Linked DNA regions of Mus musculus: region 1 is linked to region 2. The links are chromatin contacts, called in public Micro-C maps. All regions are on one chromosome and are shown on one strand. Each heading gives the region's core, a stretch centred on a gene start, on an enhancer-like site or on the middle of the called end of the contact. The rest is flanking DNA. Distances are from core to core; before and after follow the strand shown.

The links. Hi-C and Micro-C count contacts between places; a contact is called where the count stands out from the background.
Region 1: a contact with region 2 is called in a Micro-C map of muscle stem cells, with 3 times the contacts expected there. The contact joins two enhancer-like sites. A contact is called at or near these places in 1 of 15 datasets of contacts at CTCF or cohesin (the NIH/3T3 cell line), 5 of 484 Hi-C or Micro-C datasets (CD4 T cells, the G1E-ER4 cell line, cerebral cortex and 2 more), 1 of 115 datasets of contacts at active chromatin or transcription factors (embryonic stem cells) and 2 of 9 other capture datasets (adipose tissue and liver).

The regions. Positions count from the first base shown.
Region 1 is chr1:152,666,198-152,671,418 of GRCm38.p6, reverse strand. It overlaps a transcript of Rgl1 not described here. Among named protein-coding and RNA genes, the nearest start is that of Rgl1, 44 kb to the right of the region's middle. Within about 2 kb of position 1,473, at least 61 of the 459 cell types and tissues checked have an H3K27ac peak or open chromatin away from gene starts, as enhancers often do. A contact at or near this core is called in the NIH/3T3 cell line, adipose tissue, muscle stem cells and 1 more, where this site is marked.
Region 2 is chr1:152,552,309-152,557,786 of GRCm38.p6, reverse strand. Rgl1 (ral guanine nucleotide dissociation stimulator,-like 1) reads left to right here. Exons shown (of 18, transcript NM_016846.4): 5 at 200-384; 6 at 3,367-3,491; 7 at 5,151-5,366. Among named protein-coding and RNA genes, the nearest start is that of Gm51749, 15 kb to the right of the region's middle. Within about 2 kb of position 1,431, at least 176 of the 459 cell types and tissues checked have an H3K27ac peak or open chromatin away from gene starts, as enhancers often do. A contact at or near this core is called in the NIH/3T3 cell line, adipose tissue, muscle stem cells and 1 more, where this site is marked.

The DNA of each region.
Region 1 (5,221 bases), core at 224-2,723, 110 kb before region 2:
ACACATTATTAATGTTATGGATTTTCTGAGGTAAAGTCTTGCCATGTAATACAGAGTGGTTTGGAACTTGCTATGTAGCCTTGGGCTGGCCTCAAATTCACAATCTGCCTGCTTTAGTCTTCTGAGAGCTGGCATTATATTTGTACAGCACTGGGCTTGACCAAACTACATATCAAACAGACTTGTTATATCCTCATCATATTCAATAAGGCTGATCTTGATATATGGGCTTGGGACAGAGGGACAGAGTTAAATCAATAAGGTGGTGATTGTAGGGCAGTAGGGTGGGTGTGGTGATAAAAGTGCCCACAGGGGAGCTGAGAACAGTGTAGCCCCGTACGCTGATGTGGCCGTGGGTGACAGAGAAAGCAAGCATCAGAGCAAACAGTGTCTGAGTTCATGTTTAAGAGAAAAGTGGAAATCAACCCAGCAAATAGAATTCTAGAAGGGAATTCGGTTGACTATCCCTAGGAGAAGGACATCTCTGTGTAGAATTCTATCCTAGAATTTTGAGTTCCTGTAGCAGAAGAGAAGTGGCTAGAGAGGATGCTGAGAGTAACTGAGTAATGGGAGCTTCATGATGCTCACCCGGAAGCTGTGCGCCCTTGGAGTCAAGGGGGGCTTCAGGCATGCTGGGTTAGGTTTCTGAAAGTCCCTGTTAGATCTGTGTGGAGTGGCCCAGAATGTTTCCAGACCACTCTCCCTTACACTGCCCCTTCTCTTCTCTGGCTTCGCTCTGCGGGTCAGTGCTGAACTAGGGATTATTTGAGGATGTTCTTTTTTTGCAAGATGGTAATTTTCTTTTCCCAATAAAACTGTCCTTGAGACCATGTTCTTCAGTTTTAGTTTAATTCATTTATAAACCTCAAAGCACTGGCACCCTACTAGGCATGGATTGAAATAAATACCTGAGTGACTGGTGAGTTTTTTCATGATTTCATAGTCAGATGTTGTTCTACTAACTGGTAATGTATACCATAGTGCTGTCCTCTGTCCTCTGTCGTGTGTGTGTGTGTGTGTGTGTGTGTGTGTGTGAGAGAGAGAGAGAGAGAGAGAGAGAGAGAGACAGAGACAGAGAGAGAGACAGAGAGAGGGAGAGAGAGAGAGAGAGGGAGAGAGATTTGATGTGTTCTTGAGGTAACACTAAGTTATTGTGATTTAGTTTATTATTTTTGCCGTATTGCTGGCTGACTCTTCATTGGATTGTCACTAACCTCTGGACGTAATCTGTTTTTGGTTTTTGCATGTGTGAGAAGGTCACTAAAATACAGAGTATTCTCTGGCTCTGGGACAGAGACTTTCTCTGTGTGGAATGAAGGCCTGAGGGGCCTGAATGGAAATAGGACGTGACCTTTCTCTCTCCATCCAGCTGAGGAACGCCCACCCCCACCCCCCTCATGTTGTCACATCCCATTCTTGAGGGAGGAAATAGTAATGTGTTAATCATGCATGCTTTGGGGGTTAAGTCATACTCATGAGGGACATGAAGAGAGGGATCTTGTAAAAAACTGGATGACAGTTTGGACAAGCAGTGGGAGTATGTTGTGTTAAATTCTGAGGATCCAGCTCTTGAGCCATCAGCCTAAAGGCGGGGTTGATGGCAGAGCCCAGACTCTTCTTTACAGTTCTTATGAATTTCTCTTTTTGTCTGCCAGAGTTTTCATATGAGGCAAAGAGACAAAAATGTACTTGCTAGGAAGTTATTAATGCATAAAATGCTTTGGGGGCCTGAGGTCCGAGATGAGAAAGGTGACATCATCAGGCGTGAGAATTCGATTAGTGAGATTGGATGCACTTGAGCTGCAGCCTGGAAAGGAGAGGAATAGTACTTACCGAGCGCCTCCTTTGTAGGAAGAACTCTGCCTGGCAAGTCAGACTCCATGGCTTTACTGATGGCTTTGTTTTTGTTTGTTTGTTTTGTTTTGTTTTTCATTTGTTTTGTAAGAGAGAAAGAAAGTATGTGAAGGTGGATGTGTAGGGACGTGAGAGGATCTGAAAGAAGTTGGGGAGGGGAAGAATATCATCAAAATATATTGTATGAAGTACTCAAAAGAATAAATAAACACCATAAAAAAGAACTGTGTGTGGCACGTTTATATTTTATCAATATATTCAACTGTCCTAGCCCCAGGAAAATTTCATTTTACTCATAATAATTTTGAAGATTAGAGATGAAGGCACATGGCTGAAGCTAGGTGTTTGGCAAGTGTCAGAATTAGGGTGAAAGTCCCTTTGTCTGTGTCCAGTTCTACACTCTGGTTTCTTTGTGAAGCTGCCTACGAGCTTCAGGATCAGTCCGATTCTGTTTACTTTCTGTGTGCAGACCTCAGTCTTTGCTGGCTCAGGCAGTAGTACAGTTCTCCGAGAGCATGGCTCTGCAGTGTCCTGTAAACAGACAACCAAAGGCCCATCAAAGCCACCACCTTTTACACTCTTGACCTTGTCGGCAGTCTTTGTGACAGAGTTTCTGTTTAGGTCCCCACTATGTAGTATCTGTCTTGGTTTAGGCAGCTAGCTATGAGATAGCAGCTGAGACAACCAAGCTTGTAACTAACAGGCAGTTATTTCTCCCAGTTCTAGAGGTAGGATATTCAACATGGTTGGATTCCAGTGAGGGTTCTCTTCCAGGTAGCAGACAACTGACATTTTACTGTGTCCTCATGTGGCAGAAAAAGCTGGAGAGCCCTCCAGGGTACAAACTTTGGGGAATAATTTCAGTTATTATCAATATTCTGGTATTTCTTTAGCTCCACACTTTGGAAATGGCATCCTGAAACACTAAGCTCTTTGTAGACTTGTCTGTGTTTCTGAGATGTATTCCATATTCCAAGCTATTGATCTGAGCAGCCTGGCTGAAACTTGTATGCTTCACTGATTCCCTCAATACCTGGTCCTTCCTTGGACATTAGAGCTGCCCAGAAGCACATCACATGTCCTTGTTTTGTGCTCGTTAGCTAGGCAGTCATGTGTGGTCATAAGAGGGACATGAGAAACTTTTGGGAAAAAAAATAACCCAGTTTGTCATGATCACATGAGATAAAGCATGCCACACAAGGCTGAGTAAGAAGAGAGTGGTGTTCAGGAAGCAAGTGGGGGGGGGATTTAAACCAATCCTATATTGGGGTTAAGCTATTATGGCAAGGCAGGGCAGGTGAACAGCTTAGGATTGGCTAGTGTGAGGAATTTCAATTGGCTTTGGGCTGATTCTAGCTGCCTGACACCTGCCCAATGAGATTGAGATAGAGATAGCATCTCATGACTGTAAGATTGTTATTAGACGCGTTCTCACGACCGGCCAGGAAGAACACCACAGACCAGAATCTTCTGCGGCAAAGCTTTATTCTTACATCTTCAGGAAAAGAGAGCAAGAAGCAAGAGAGAGAGAAGAGCAAGAGAGAGAGAAAAGCAAGAGAGCGAAAAAGCAAGAGAGAGAGAGAACGAAACCCCGTCCCTCTTAAGGAGCATTCTCCTTCGCCTCGGACGTGTCACTCCCTGATTGGCTGCAGCCCATCGGCCGAGTTGACGTCACGGGGAAGGCAGAGCACAAGTAGTCATAAGATACCCTTGGCACATGCGCAGATTATTTGTTTACCACTTAGAACACAGGATGTCAGCGCCATCTTGTAACGGCGAATGTGGGGGCGGCTCCCAACATCTCCCCCTTTTTCTTTTAATAAGAGCAAATAGGCCACCCATATTAATGAGAGTGGAGATAGAGGTCAAATCCCCAGTGTGTAGGTAAAGGAGCCATGTACAGGATTAGCTCTTAGGCTTACAGGCTTTTACCCAGAGCAACCCTGACCTGCTCCCGTGTCGTTTTGCCTGGGGGAAGGGAACTAGGACACTGAACCTTCATGAAAGATGACATGTCTCCCTAGAATAGGCTCATATATGCCGCAGAGCCTTTCCATTGCAGTGCTTAGCCTTGCAACTCTCTCGGGCTGCTGAAGCACACTCACTCTATCCCGTGCAATGAGTCTAGCCTCATGGGATATAAGAGCTGAGTGGCCAGCGACCTATTGCCTAAGCATAGATAACCATATATCAGGGGGAGCTCCATGTTCTAGTCCTGCAAGCGCCTGGGCAATAACCACCTTGTCTCTCCTAGTTTAGGCCTTAAGCTTACAGACCAATCAAAGAAGCAACACTAATCCACAGCAAAGTGTATCTCCAAATAATATTAATCCCACCCATTTTTTAAAGAAAGAAAATGCTGAGGAGATCCAATTGGGTAATCCTTTGGTCAGGGACAGGTCCAAGCGCGTGGAGTTGACCTGAATGATGGCAAGCCTCGAAGGGTCTGTTCAAATTCAGCCATCCAATTCTGTAACATATACTGAAAAAGACTTTTTGACAAATTAGCTGCCCTAGTAAATTTAACATACTGAATGGAAATAACACACAATCCCGGAAACTTTTGTTCACATCCCTGCTGAGTTATTTGTCATAATACATCTAGTTGTATCTGGACAAGATCTATGAGTTGATTAACCAGCATGAGACCTCTCTGTATCTTGACATTAACTGAGGCCTGTTCATCTATGACTGTAGTCACTGAGGCTGACAAAGTGTTAATGGTGTCAGTCATCTGGACCTGTCCAGACAGAGCCAAGGCTGTCTGAATTAAGGCCAAACCCAGTTCCCAGTTAGTGGTAAAAAAGCAGGAGAATACTTGAGCATTATACATCACCGTCATTGGGAGTGGAAATGTCGACATTATCCCCCAACGCTGCTCTCTCTTTATTATTGACGCCCTGGACATCACCAAGACGAGGGACATTAGTATTCCCTTGGTCAGTCTGGATTTTTCGGGTGAGTCTTTCTGGTACCCAAAATGGGTTGTCTTCATTCTGTGGGAAAACACAGATAGCTCCCCTGGATCTTATCAAGATAGGATCCGGGCCATACCATTTATTATCAAGGACATTTTTCCATTTAACCATCTCATTGGGCCTATCTGGCTCTGAACAATGACGTTCAGCCGCAGTATGGCCATGAGCATCAATATTTAAAAAATTGAGTGTAAAGAGTGCCAAAGACACCGACACTCTTGGTGCTCGGGGTACAGTCTCCTCAAAAGTTCCCCTCTTCTGTTTTATAAGATAGGTTTTGAGGGTGCGATGCGCACGCTCAACAATACCCTGTCCTTGAGGGTTGTACGGAAGTCCAGTCAGGTGGGTCACGTCCATCTGACGGCAGAACTGTTGGAATTTTTGAGACG
Region 2 (5,478 bases), core at 182-2,681:
GCACAGTTAGTGGCTTGTGTTTGGATTGTTTGGAACTCAGTAAATCCTCTTCTCATCTTTCGTCTGCCTTGGTTGGATTTTCTAACAACAAAACATTATTAGTCTCCCCAACCCTCTTCAGCTACCAGCTGTGGGGTCCAGGGCCTGTCTCGAGTCCCGTAAGCATTGTGTTCACTGTGTCTCCATCTCTCCTTCCCAGTGCCATTGCTTCCATCCTGAGGGCCTGGCTTGACCAGTGTGCGGAAGACTTCCGGGAGCCCCCTCACTTCCCTTGCCTTCAGAAGCTGCTGGAGTACCTCAAACAGATGATGCCTGGCTCTGACCCAGAGAGGAGAGCACAGAACCTTCTTGAACAGTTTCAAAAGCAGGACGTGGATTCCGACAGTGAGTACCTGTTTGGTCCCAGGGAAACCTCTACTGGGCTCTGCAATGTGGGGGCTCCCCATTCATTGACTCAATAAGAAACCCTGGTACCCTCAGAAAATTGGGATAGGTATAAAATTATTGAACTGTGAACCTCAGAACCCTAAGGTTTCAGAGTGAAAAGAGGGATTTTCAAGGCTGGATTTATGATTTTAAAGATTAAATTGTAAAACCAGCTCAGAGAAGCTAAGTAATTGCCCAGGGTGCCTACTGTTACCAGGAACAGGGTTTTCTTGATTTGTTTTTGTTTTTTTTAAACTTTCTCTTATCAACATGAATGGGCTTCTTCTCTGCCTAATGTGTTCTATCAGATATAAACGGGCGACAACCAACCAACCCTGTGTGGCTGGCAAGGGTTCAAGTCCACGTCCCTCTCACAAAAGCTTGGAAGAGGTGTTCCTCCTTTTCCCTAAAAAGCATTAGTGTCATGTCCCCTGGCAGCCCCGATTGCTGACATCGACTGTCTCTAGTGACCGAATCGAAGGAAGTCTCTGAGGCTGTTTTTTCCTATTGGAGGCTGACCTCGAGCTTCCAGGGACAAATGCAGAGCCACCACTGCTGGCCATAGAGTGTGCTGGCTGCCAGGCTCTGCAGAAATTAGTCAAGAGGTTCCATCGCGCTCCAGCGTGATGATATAGCCTTTCACCGAGGCACTGGGTAACAGTTGCCATGGCAGCTGACCCACTTGGAACTTCTGGTAGGCATTTCCTTGAAGTAATGTCCGGTTTCCTCAGTGAGGGAAAGGAAATGGCTCCTAACGCAGATAAGGGATGCTACCCCAAAGCCAAAGCAAATACAGTGACTTTAAATTCTACCCGGTACCTGTTGAGTGGTTTGTATGGACTGGGGACCAGAGAAGGGGAATGCACTTGCATCATTTGGCTCAGATTGCCAAAGGCTTTGTATCTCAGATGACTTCATCTGCCGGGAATGCTTGAATACCCTGGAAGCTCAGCTCCAGCTGCCAGACCTCAGCTCCCTTCAGGGCCTCCTCCCGCCTGCCCGCCCAGCTTTGTGCTCTGGTAGAAAACGCTGCTGCTGCTGCTGCTGTTGCACTGGAGCCCAGCTCGCCCCACTGGGGCTGCCTCTGGCCCCATGCCTAATTGGGGAACCAGTGGGACCAGTCATTGGTCCTCTCCGGCTCAGGGAATGGAGGGCAGAGCTCTTTTGGCAGGCAGAGGCAGGGACTAGGGAGGTGGCCTGACCTCACAAAAACTTTTAGGCAATACCCAAGAATGAATCTTTTCCTAAGTGTGGGCAGTTGTCATCAAGAATGCTCCAGGCCCTGTTTATGAAGTATAGGCTCCATTCCTGAAGAGGAATGTTGGGAGCTTAGTTAGTTCCCTTGTGCCTCTCACCCCCCAGCCCCCATGTCATACTCTGGAAAGCAGTGAGCTTTCCTGTGTGTTTGCAAAAGTAAAACTGTGCATAGAGATTTGTACATAACCCCTGGAGACTCAGGCAGGAGCAGTGAAAGCATAGACCAGGTCCCAGAGAGAAAGGATCACAGGTTTCACACGTAGTGACATTCTAGGTGCATGCCAGATTTACAAGGAATGAATGAATGAATGAATGAATGAATGTGTGAGTGAGTGATGTTAGTCCTTACCCTGTACTCTCCTTGGCAGAAGCTGGACAGCTTCTGCATTGTTTTATAGGTATTAAAGTACATTGTAGTCATCAGGAGGGGTAGAAGGCTCCTTGAACCTTTGATTGGCACATCCGATTTCTTCTTCACTGAATGAGAAAGTGCCAGAGTTGAGTGGAGAAGTACTGACATCAGGCGCTAGCATCCTCCACTGGGTGGGATTTTAGCTCTTTGATGGGTGCTTTTGCTTTGTATCCAGGATAACAGGAATAGATAGTGAAGCTCTCCTACCAGTCCCATTCACAACAGAACGTTCAGCTCTGAGGTCCAGAGCCAGTCCTGTAATCACAGCCCTGCCACCAGAGCGGGCAGGTAGCACATGGTACTGGACAGGTAACAGTCTCACTTTGAGCACCCCATTTCTCAATGGAAGCTTTGAAGAAGCTCTATCAATTCAATATAAGATGCCTAACAGCGTCCCCCATAAAGAGAAGGAAAAGGCTTAAAAAACGTAACCAGGCAGGGGGAGTAGTAACACGGAACTGGATTTCTGCCTGGATGCCACTGTGTGCAGCTAGGCTTCCCCAGCCCCAGCAGAAGTTCAGCTTTGACTGAAAGGGACCAAGAAGTGTGGTGGGAATGAGAGGGCCTGGGAGAAGGAGACTTCAAAGAGGAGGCTGGAGCTCGGCCCTTCAGCATTTCAGATGGGCTCCTGGGCAGTGATTCCCGTTGACTTCTTTAGGCTCTGAGCTGTGTAACTTTAGGATGGATGACCAGCAGTATAGGGTGCCAGGGCATTTATTTCCAATCTGTTTCTCACCTTTTCACTCTCTATGTGAAAGCTGACAGCAACCCTTTGATTTAGCAGCATTTGAGTCTGCTCAGTATTGTTAAAAGGACTACAGGTCTCATCACATCTCTGAAACCCCAATGACCTATCCTACCTTACCAAACCTTGGCCGGCCGCCTTGCTCAGTCTTTTAGGCATCTGGCTCTCTGTGGCTCAACAATCAAGGCTTGCAGGGCTGGGGTGTAGGTATTAGCTGGTTTGGTCCTGGAAATGTTGATGGAGTTGATGGGGGCTGAGATGAGGTTGTGTTCAGTTTTGCCTCTTTAGTTTTTGCCTGGGCTAGCCTCTGAGTGATTTCTCAGGGGTCACTCAACACCTCTCTGAGCTTAATAAGAACACGAGAATACTCAGGATTGTATCTCCATTTTGCTCCAATATATCGTTCTTGTTCGTCTCTACCTGTGGTTTTCTGAAGAGTTAGCCCTTTTCTTCCTGAATGAAAGAAGTGTAGTTTGACACTATGACCAAGGCACCCCCATACTGACTGTTTTCCCATCGTGGACAGATGGACTTCTCAACACCAGCTCCTTCAGCCTGGAAGAGGAAGAGGAACTGGAGAGCGGAGGGTCAGCAGAATTCACGAACTTCTCAGAAGATCTCGTGGCAGAACAGCTGACCTACATGGACGCAGTAGGTCTTCTCACTGTATCTCAGATGTGTCTCTACTTAAAACGTGGGGTGGTGGCAGTACTGTTGGCCCAGAGGGCAGTGGGCAGCACGGGGAGTGTGCCACAAGTCCTACTGAGTCTTTGAGAGAGTCTGTGTCTGTAAAAGGAGAGTTAAGGCTCTGTGAATCATTCGTGTGAATAATTTAAGCCTCGGCTCTTCTTGCAGCCCTGGGTGAAAGTGCATTTTCCTCAGAGCTCGGGTCACAGAGGGAAGTAAGAATTCTAATCCTAGCGAAACAGAATCTACCTTGTGCTGTGGGTATTTCTCTCCCTTTGGACTCATAAATATTTCAAGAGCCGAACTGTTTATTTGAAGGACTGTAAAGGGGTGAAAGCCGGAGTCAGTTTGAAGTAAGCCCATGGAGCCCACATGTGACCATATCTGGCAGCCCATCTCCACGTGTGCTTCCTGCACATTTGAATTTTGACCGTTTCTGTGTGCTGTGCACATTTGATTGTGTTAGTCACACTTCATAGCTTGGAGTTTGCTGGAAAACATAGTCAAAGAATTAGCAGTTACCACGGTGGTTTTGCTCTTCGGCACTTAGCTTTTGCAGCATATGAACTGGCTAAAGTTTCCATCCAATGGGAATGCAGATCAAGTATGGAAAGTAGATCACGTAGTCTATCTTGAGCACACGCTGGCCATATTTCTATACCAGCTTTTATACACCCTATATTCAGTTGTACAAATGAGAATCTGACCTAGTCAGCCATTTGTTGTTGTGTAACTGCTAGAGTGAGGGAAAGAAAAAATATTTTATTTTTATTGCTTTAAGGAAAAGACCTGAAAACCAGGCTCTAGGTCCCCCATTCTTCTGCGAGTGTGTAAGGTTGTCTCTAGGTCTCCCATTCTTCTGCGAGTGTGTAAGGTTGTCTCTAGGTCTCCCATTTTTCTGTGAGTGTGTGAGGTTGTCTCTAGACCCCCCATTCTTCTGCGAGTGTGTGAGGTTGATTGTTCTCCCTTTGTTAGATTCTTTCTCTGCTTTGAAACATGAGACTCAGTTGCACTGAGAGATTCGGCATGTGTCATGCTTACACGGACTTCTTTCCAGGTGGCCGCGGAGCATCTGTTTGCATGGTAGAAGCGGTGTTCCTGAGTGTCTGGCCAGATGACCATTCTCAGTTTCCTTTTTTCATTAGCAGCACCGTCGTACGAGAGTTACTTGACTTTTGTGGCGAGGCGGGAAGATAAATATGGCTTTGATGATTTAAATTTTCTTTTGGTCATCGTTTTCCCTCAGTTAAGCAAATTTAAAAGATCACATGGAAGTCAGGGCATGGCGGCTCACACCTTAAATTCCATCCAGCATTGGAGAGGCAGGCACAGGCAGATCTCTGTGAGTTTGAGGCCAGTCTGGTATACATAGCGACTTCTAGGATGGCCAGGACTATATAGAGAGCTTCTGTTTCAAAAAACAAAAACAAACAATAAATCATGTGGGCCTTTCTGATCCATTCATCCATTACTTATTTTGTGTGTTAAGATGGACACCATGTGGCAAGGCAAGCAGAGAAAGATGACTTGTCCACTTACAAGCCACCAATTTCCAGATGTCCCAGATGACACGTTGTATAAAGCACCCGTGTGTTCCTGATGTCAATTCTTCTTTTGTTTCAGCAACTATTCAAGAAGGTAGTGCCTCACCATTGCCTGGGCTGTATTTGGTCTCAGCGGGATAAAAAGGAAAACAAGCATTTGGCTCCTACGATCCGTGCCACCATCTCTCAGTTTAATACGCTCACCAAGTGTGTTGTCAGCACCGTCCTGGGGAGCAAGGAACTCAAAACTCAGCAGCGAGCCAGAGTCATCGAGAAGTGGATCAACATTGCTCACGTAACTGCCTTTTAAAAACTTATCTTTGTGTTTGGTATACAGCCTTCCTGACATCAGACATGAATTATGTTCTGCTGAGGCTTAGAATCTAGTCTGTCAGAGCCACCATTCC